Regions from separate parts of the Zea mays genome. Here region 2 is linked to region 1. The links are chromatin contacts, called in public Hi-C maps. All regions are on one chromosome and are shown on one strand. Each heading gives the region's core, a stretch centred on a gene start, on an enhancer-like site or on the middle of the called end of the contact. The rest is flanking DNA. Distances are from core to core; before and after follow the strand shown. Region 1 holds the start of LOC111590831. Region 2 holds the start of LOC103647038 (RING/FYVE/PHD zinc finger superfamily protein).

Region 1 (4,239 bases), core at 446-2,945:
AGGTGAAGAAGAGCTCCCTATTCCTTTGTATGTTCACTATCTGGTTACCCATTTAGGCGGCCAGTTTGTTGTCAACAAACCCATTGCTGAAGCACGAAAATACTGCCACTAGCTATAGCTATCACCGCACTAATTTTATGGAATTTTTTAGATACTGAAGTCACTCACCTACTCCCTTGGTCCCACAAAGAATACGATTGTAGGACCTGACATGGATACCAATTATGGATGTGAAATTGCAATAATACATTTGGAAAATCTCAATCCCATTCCAGACTCTTCGTCCTCAGAAGGTTCCCGACTGCGTCCCATAGCTACCTCATCATCCTTGCCCTGAGTACCACCGCTCGCTCGCTTGGATCCGATTCCAAGCTTCCTCGTCTTCAGGTGGTTTCTGGCTGCTTTGTGGCCCTTCCCATGCCGTGGTATCCCCACACGCGCCACCACCTTCTAGCATCCACACGCCTCTCCATCACGGCATCGAACTCCCTGCTCCTCCACGTTAGTGCAAGGAGAGGTGAATGATGGCTGCTGGAACAAGCACTCCACGTGACCACACACCACCACTCCTCTCCGAATGCTTGGATGGCATCCGCAGTAGGGGCTTGAGGGAGGTCGACGATGCTGCCAAGGGCCGTGGCCATGACTGGGGCAGGGAGCTTGGCATGGGCGGGCTCACAGCGCGTGAGGATAGAGTTTCTTCCCTGCGTCTTGGAGCAGGAAGTTCTCACCGGAATCTCAGGAAGATGTGGGAGAGCAGGTGCATCGTGTACACTGCACAGTTGGAGAATGGGGTGGTGAACGAGTGGACGAGATGCTTATGGTTCTGGGCGTCCGTTGAGGAGGTGTGCGGCTGATTTTTTAGCGGATCCACAAGCTGGTGATGACAGAATGCCTACGGTTGCACTTAATTTGGGACAAAATTTGAACCATACAATTGCTGGTTTTTTTTTGGGTCGGAGGGACTACTCTAGGGCTCAGTGTTATATCAAAATGGCATCTTTGAAGGCTAGGTGAACAAATGGTTCTCTTATATAAGTCAATAGTCAATACAGCTGATTTGGTGTGGATTCATGTTTGCCCTGTGTATATTAGTACATAAGTGTCCTGTTACCCCAATCAAGGCCTCTGTTTCAAAGGCGTAGTGTAGGTGTCCGGGCAGATCCAGCTCTCCTTGAGGGGGTCTTGTTACGCCTTGCGCTTAGGCGATAAGTGTACCCAGCTTGCCCTGGGGGGGGGTCGCCTTGTCGCCTATGAAGATCCTGGCTGAATTTGTTCTTTCTAAAATCTGATGCTTGATGCCTCGGGTGAGGAGCAGAACAGTACTCATACATATTTTTGTTTAGACAATTTCCCACTTTAGCATTGGGTTCCAGTTTGCTGCCAGTAAACCTGCTGCTGAAGTATGACAAGACTTCGCTAGCTGATCAGTACACTGCCAAGTCCAGCTACCATCGGTTCTTCACCCATACTATTTCCTTTCAGCCTTGCAGGCGTATTTGGAAGATCTGGGCGCCGTTGGAGACTTGGAGTGCAAGTTCTTTCTCTGGATGGCGGCACACGAGCGGTGCTGGACGTCAGGCCGCGTGGCTCACCATGGACTGCCTGTCTGCCCCCACCCTCCACGCTGCCCTTTATGTGACCAGGAGACGGGCGGGCCCCATTCAATTCAAGGGTATTAAAATGAATACCCATTATTTGTATAAAAAATAAATATATACATATATATAGTATATATATACATGGAAAATAGGAAATAAATCAAATAAATGAAGGAATATTTTTAACTTGGACCAAATATCTCCTTCCCGTCTCCCATACCTAACCAGCCCAATAGAATGTCGTGGCCCATGAGACTCAACAGAGCGACAAAGTCCACCTCAGTACCTCACGGGAAAAAAAATCCCCAAACCCTATTGTAGTCGCACCATGATAGAGCCACCATAGCGCTAACTGCCAAGTCGTGGTCGCGTCTTGCTGCCCTCGCGTGCCCGCATGGAGACACGAGCACCTCTGTCGCCCCACCGCGGCTTTGTGGTGCCACTAGGTGCCCATACCTGACTGGCTAACTGTCGCTGCGTCGCACTTGGCCTTGTTGTTGAGTCGCCCGTCATCCGAGGCTTCGATCCACCGCAGTCAGGGTGCCACCGCGTGCCAAGACAGACCCCTAGGGGGCAGGGTCCGTGCCAATGTCCAAGCCAACCCAGCCGGCAGCCACCTGACCCCGACCTCTCCTGCTTGGCTGCTTGCAGTACTGTGCTGCAGGTGGGGCATTAGCGATTGAAAGAGTCAAAGAGGCAAACAACCAGCTAGCAACTGAGCAACAACCAACATGTGCATTTTGATTTAAAACTTTTGAAAAAGTTGTATCGAATTTGAGTTTAGTAGACTAGCTATTGAATCAGTTATGACCATATCGTGTGTGCTTAATTATAGATTATATATATGCTGATAGACAAGTTTTAGGTCTTCCAAAAAAAGTTTCATCCTAAACTTTCCAATACCCACCCTCTAAATCCTGGGCCCGCCACTGCCAGGAGAATGAGACTATCAACCATGTCTTGATATCTTGCGTATTCTCACGCCAAGTTTGGTTTGTTGTGCTTCATCGTCTGGGACTTGATGTCCTTGTGCCATCACAAAATGACGACAAGTTCCAAGCATGGTGGCGACGAAGCACGTGGAGGGCACCCAAGGCAGCGAGGAAGGGTCTAAACACATTAGCCATCCTCGTTGCTTGGATGATCTTGACACATTGGAATTAATGCGAGTTTGATGACATCTCACCGTTGGAGGTGAATGGTGTTACATGAGGTGAACAACCCAGGTCACCTTTGGGCGATGGAAGGAGCCAAGGCTCTAGTCTCTCTTCTAGGACATTAGCTAGGCTATGCTGTTTGTATCTAATTTAGAGTGCGGATGTACAAGAAAACTAACCCAAGCTGTGGAATCGACATATATTTGGACTGTTTTGTCTACCTATTAATGAAACGAGACGCAACCTGTATTTTCGAGAAAAAAAGCTGCTGCACCACTAATTTGGGAAAAAATTCAATGACCTAGGTAAAATGGCTCCCTGCAACTTCAATTACAGCTCTGATTACTTAACTCGATGCAGTCCCTGCAACGTTTCCTTTTCATGCCATCAGGAAGTTTTGCTTGTCTGAATGGTCTCATTTGTATACCACTGCAAATTATCTCTAGAGAAATATGGTACTTAGTTAATTGTGTCATTGAAGTCCACATTTTCCTTCGATCTTAGTTGATCCTGCTAAAAATTTGAACTCTGGCTGTGATGCGTGGTTTCACACATATAAAAAAGGGAAATATGCATGAATTGGATTTTAAAGTTTAATCCTAAATTACTTTTCCAGGTGACACCGTGATATTGCTGTGAAGTTTTGTGGCACTTCCTGCATCCCTTATATGGTATTAACAAAAATTTTAATTGTCTGGGTGATCCATTTGAGCAAATGGAAGGCAACGATGTACCCCTTGGAAACATGTTGCAAGGGGTTCCCTATGAAAGTTTAGACTTACGTGGCAGCTCTATGCAAAATTATGCTCCAAACTCAGGAAAACATATCTTCAGCAGCTCCCAGATGCCAGGTACTTTCACAATGTCTATGACCAGGGCTACAGAGCCTGATGACTTTCCTGGGTTTCAGTTCAAAGAACAGGGAAAGAGTGATGACCACCACCACCAACACCATAGTCATCACTCAAAGAACTGCAAGAGTGATGGTGAGGAACATGTTGTGGCTGAAGATGCTACTGATACCCCAAGTGGCAAAGGCAAGAAGGGCTCTGCATGGCATCGGATGAAGTGGACAGATTCAATGGTAAAACTTTTGATAACAGCAGTGTCTTACACTGGAGATGATCATGGTGCTGATTCCGGCGGTGGCAGGAGGAACTTCACAATAATGCAGAAGAAGGGCAAATGGAAGGCGATATCGAAAGTTATGGGAGAGAGAGGCTGCCATGTGTCACCGCAACAGTGCGAGGACAAGTTCAATGACCTTAACAAGAGATACAAAAGGCTGACAGACATCCTTGGTAGGGGCACTGCATGCAATGTTGTGGCTAATCCAGCACTTCTTGATAGCATGACTCATCTTTCAGATAAGATGAAAGACGATGCAAAAAAGATACTTAGCTCAAAGCACCTATTTTATGAGGAGATGTGTTCCTACCACAACAACAACCGTGTAAATTTGCCTGAAGATCATGCACTTC
Region 2 (4,239 bases), core at 1,216-3,715, 810 kb before region 1:
ATGGACGATATTGATGAAGTAATCGACAAAAGATTGGTGGCTTTAGGAGAGATTGAGAAAAACAAGATCATAGTTGCCAAAGCTTACCACAAGAAGGTCAAGGCTAAGTCATTTCAAGTTGGAGATCTGGTATGGAAGACCATCTTGCCACTAAGAAGCAGAGACCGGAAATTCAACAAATGGTCACCAAACTGCAAAGGCCCTTACAGAATTACACAGGTGATAGTAGGCAATGCCTACATGTTGCAAACCTTGCAAGGTGAGGACCTACCCAAGGCGTTGAATGGTCATTTTTTGAAGCAATATCATCCTAGTATGTGGCAAGATGCTTAGACAAACCAATGTTGTCACATCGAGTTATTTCTAGCTTGCAACAGTGCTTTTGGTTCAATCAGCTTCCCCAAAAGGTAGGGGGCATGTTTGAGCACCGTTTGTGACGCTGGGCGCGACCGAACGGTCCGGCCCTGAGGCCCGAACAATCCGGCCTGCGAACGGTCCACCCTTAGGCGTGTTAACTACTATCTCCACGCGTGTTTATCCCTCTAAACTCGTGCAAGTTATTGGAGAACGCCTAGTAACGGGTCCAGACCTCCCTTATATATTTCAAGGGGTACGGTCGATTGAAACACCAGCAGTCGAATCAAAATCAATATATCTTATGTTCCTTTCCTTTTGCCCTAGGAGTAGAGAGTAACGTAGCCTTCTTCACCTCAACCTTCACCTCTCTTCGACTCTACATCGTCTGGAGGCGTCTTGAGTGGCCTGTCGATCACAAGACAAAACATAGGATCTCTCCTCCCTGACGAGGTCCCTCCCGGGGGTCGGATCCAGGTGTTGTTGGCTAACGCCGCCACCTCTGCGCACACGCAGGCCGTGCGGCCACCAGGCACGGACCATCCAGCTCAGCGGAGAGAAGACTCGGCTCCTGCCGCAGGTTGCGGACTGTCTGGTCCTACACAGCGGACCATCCACGCTGCTGCAGAGAGCACCGTTGCTGGTACTCCTCGTAGTGATTGGCGCCCAGATCATCTTCAAGAACGGGCAATAGTACACTCAAGCGAGGCAAGGCCGAGACAGTGCATTTTGAGTTTCCTACGCAGCCATTCTTACCCATCAGATAGAGTGCAGCGATCCCTAGCAATTTCAAACCGATGAAGGACCTCCTTAGCCATGGCAAGCTGCACCTTGATATTACCAATTTTTCTCTCACTCCACAAGACTTCATTGCCTAAGTAAGCTCTTTTCAAAGTTGTGTTGGCATTTTGGCAACATTTTTGCCAGCAGGATTCTACCAATCTGAAACTGTAGTTTATACACAAAATCTAACACACACAAACAAAATTCAAAAGTGTTTCAGAGTTAGAAAATTGGCACAACAATTGATAATGGAAAGGCTTAGGAGACACGGCAGTAATAGCGTGTTTCTGGACGACAAGATATTTGACTATTCTTATGCAAAACCAGGAGCTGGGGACTCGTCTCCGTCATGCCCCCCCCCCCCCCCCCCCCAAAGCTCCCCTCGAGCAGGAGCCTCGCTCCCGCCCCTGTGAAAAGAGAAAGCGTCACATGCACATAGAGTCTTCGATGCACATGGTACCTATATTAAATCACCACACGACCATCCATCCTATGTCCAACGTCCTCGCGCGTCTCCCTTTCATGCAAAAATCACGGTGCAGGTGGTAGAGGGTGTTTCTTTTGAAAAAAAAAATGCAGGGCAACAAAGAGGCTGTGGAAGGGTGTTGGATCCGGTCATAACTTAATATGTGCTACCCTACATGTTCCCTTCTCAAAATAGTACCAGCTACCAGCCCCTGCCCAAATGGGCGCGTTCTGCACAAGAATAGGATAGGTCTAATAACGCGACTCCGTCCGATTAGATTCCCCTTCCCTGCTGAAAGCCGAGCAAATGTGATCCGCATGATCTCGAACACCTTGCCGTCACAGAGTTGGTTGGCTCCACACGGATTTTAACACTCTCCGAAGAAATTAGCCAACCAAATAACGAAGAGAAATAAACGCGCCACATAAATGAAGAGGGTGGGAACTGGAGCGCGAGCTCTTACCATCTCGCAGGGTCGCAGTGCCGTGAGAAGATCCTCCTCCTCGCCGTTGTCGTCGCCGATGTCAAGATCCGCGCTCCGGAGGCCGCAACAAGGCCAGAAGGGATGCAGCGCGCGCTGCGGAAACCATGCGCCCTTCTCCCCCGTGGCTTCAGCCTCCGGATTGAAATTGAGCGGCGCAACAGCCGCTTCGAGCGAGCGGGCCTCGGCTTCCAGAGAAGGAACGTGCAGAAACGGAAGGCGAGGCCGTAGCGTCGTCTGTGGGCTTTGGGCTTCGTTGGCCCTCGGGTCCGCTGAGGTCGGCAGAAACTTTTTGATCCGAACTCCAAGCATCGTCCCGATCACGTGCCGAGAGGCGTTGGCCGTTGCCACAAATAAGGATTTTTTTTTTTTGCCACGGTCACAGATAGCGTATTTTCATTTAACACTTTTTCGTTGTCTTTATATATTTGCCAAGAGAAGATTTCTTTAAAAATAACTTTTTTCTATTTTCCACTGTCACATATATCATATTTTCATTTAACACTTTTTCCGTTGTCATTATATATTTGCCAAGAGAAGATTTCTTTAAAAATAACTTTTTTCTAATGTGGCGAGTGTTGACACATTTTTCGGGCGTCAATCACTCAACATGAACTAGCGGTGGTGCTTTCTGTACAGGGGCGGACGGTCCGTGGCCAGGGGTCGGACGGTCTGCGGCCTGACGCGAGGCTAGGGTTTCCTGCCTGAAGGTCGGACGGCCCGCGTCCTGGGGCCGGACGATCCGCGCGTGCGCAGGGGCGGCGGAAGTCGTCGACGGTACCTGGATCTCGCTCCCGGGAGGGACCCCGTCGGGGAGGAGAGATCACAGGAGATGTCTAGGCTCGGCAGGCCGACCTAGACTGCTCTAATCGACGTAGAGTCGAAGAGAAGCGAAGAATTTGGGAATTGGAAGACTAATCTAAAACTAGACTAGAACTACTCTTAAGAATAAATATAAATTGTATTGTTGAGGGTTGATTGATTGATTAAATCGGTCGTATTCCTCTGCTTTTATAGAGGAGGGGGGCTGGACCCGTTACCAACAAAATTCCGAGCTAATCCCGAGATTCTCGCCAACAAACATAGCAAGAAACTCGGAACCCTAATCTGTTCTGCGCTTGCGCGGACTGTCCGGTGCTCTTTTTAGTGCTCAACATATGCCCCCTGCCTTTTGGTGGAGTTGAGCAAACCAAAAGCAACTAACTCGATGTGATTACATCAGTTCTCTTAGGCAACTTGCCACATACTAGGATGGTACTGTTTGAGGAAACGCCCATTCAAAGCCTTGGGTAAATCCTTGCCTTGTAATGTTTGTAGTAAATATGCGTTACCAGACATTACTTGTTTTACTTTATAAGGACCCTCCTAGCTTGGCGACCATTTTCCAAACTTTCGATCTTTATTCCTTAGAGGCAGGATGGTCTTCCACACCAGGTCCCCTACTTGAAATGACTTTGCTTTGATCTTCTTGTTGTAGGCCCTGGCTACCATGATCTTGTCCTTTTTTATTGCTCCCAAAGCTATCACCCTCTTATCGGTCACCTCATCAATATTATCCATCATTGAATTATAATAATTGTCGGGGACCATAATTAGGGGTACCCTCAAGGCTCCTAATTCTCAGCTGGTAACCCCCATCAGCATAAAGCTGCAAAGGCCTGATGGGTGCGATTAAGTCAGGGATCAGTCCATTCGAGCGACTCGATCACGCCTCGCCCGAGCCTAGCCTCGGACAAGGGCAGCCGACCCCGGAGGATTTCCGTCTCGCCCGAGGCCCCCCTCCAGCGGCGAACATATTTCCGGCTCGCCCGAGGCCCTGCCTTCGCTAAGAAGCAACCCTGACTAAATCGCCGCACCGACCGACCAAATCGCAGGAGCATTTAATGCAAAGGTGGTCTGACACCTTTATCCTGACGCGCGCCCCCCCGGCTGGCAGAGCCGAAGTGACCGTCGTCACTTCGCCGACCCACTGACCGGCCTGACAGAAGGACAGCGCCGCCTGCGCCACTCCGACTGCGGTGCCACTTGACAGAGTGAGACTGACAGGCAGTCAGGCCCTGCCGAAGGCACCATAGGAAGCTCCGTTTCGCCCGACCCAGGGCTCGGACTCGGGCTAAGTCCCGGAAGACGGCGAACTCCGCTCCGCCCGACCCAG

The links. A called contact is a pair of places that touch in the nucleus more often than the background predicts.
Region 2: a Hi-C map of ear shows a contact between it and region 1, with 2.9 times the contacts expected there. The contact joins the promoter of LOC103647038 here to the promoter of LOC111590831 in region 1. A contact is called at or near these places in 3 of 25 Hi-C or Micro-C datasets (ear, endosperm and tassel).

What each region holds. Positions count from the first base shown.
Region 1 is chr2:143,878,488-143,882,726 of Zm-B73-REFERENCE-NAM-5.0, reverse strand. LOC111590831 reads right to left here and starts at 1,695. Exons shown (of 2, transcript XM_023301651.2): 1 at 1,473-1,695. The coding sequence starts at 1,695. LOC100276786 reads left to right here. Exons shown (of 3, transcript NM_001150497.2): 2 at 3,375-4,239. The coding sequence starts at 3,474.
Region 2 is chr2:144,686,259-144,690,497 of Zm-B73-REFERENCE-NAM-5.0, reverse strand. It overlaps LOC103647038 (RING/FYVE/PHD zinc finger superfamily protein), which reads right to left and starts at 2,465. Exons shown (of 7, transcript XM_023301652.2): 1 at 2,067-2,465. The coding sequence starts at 2,396.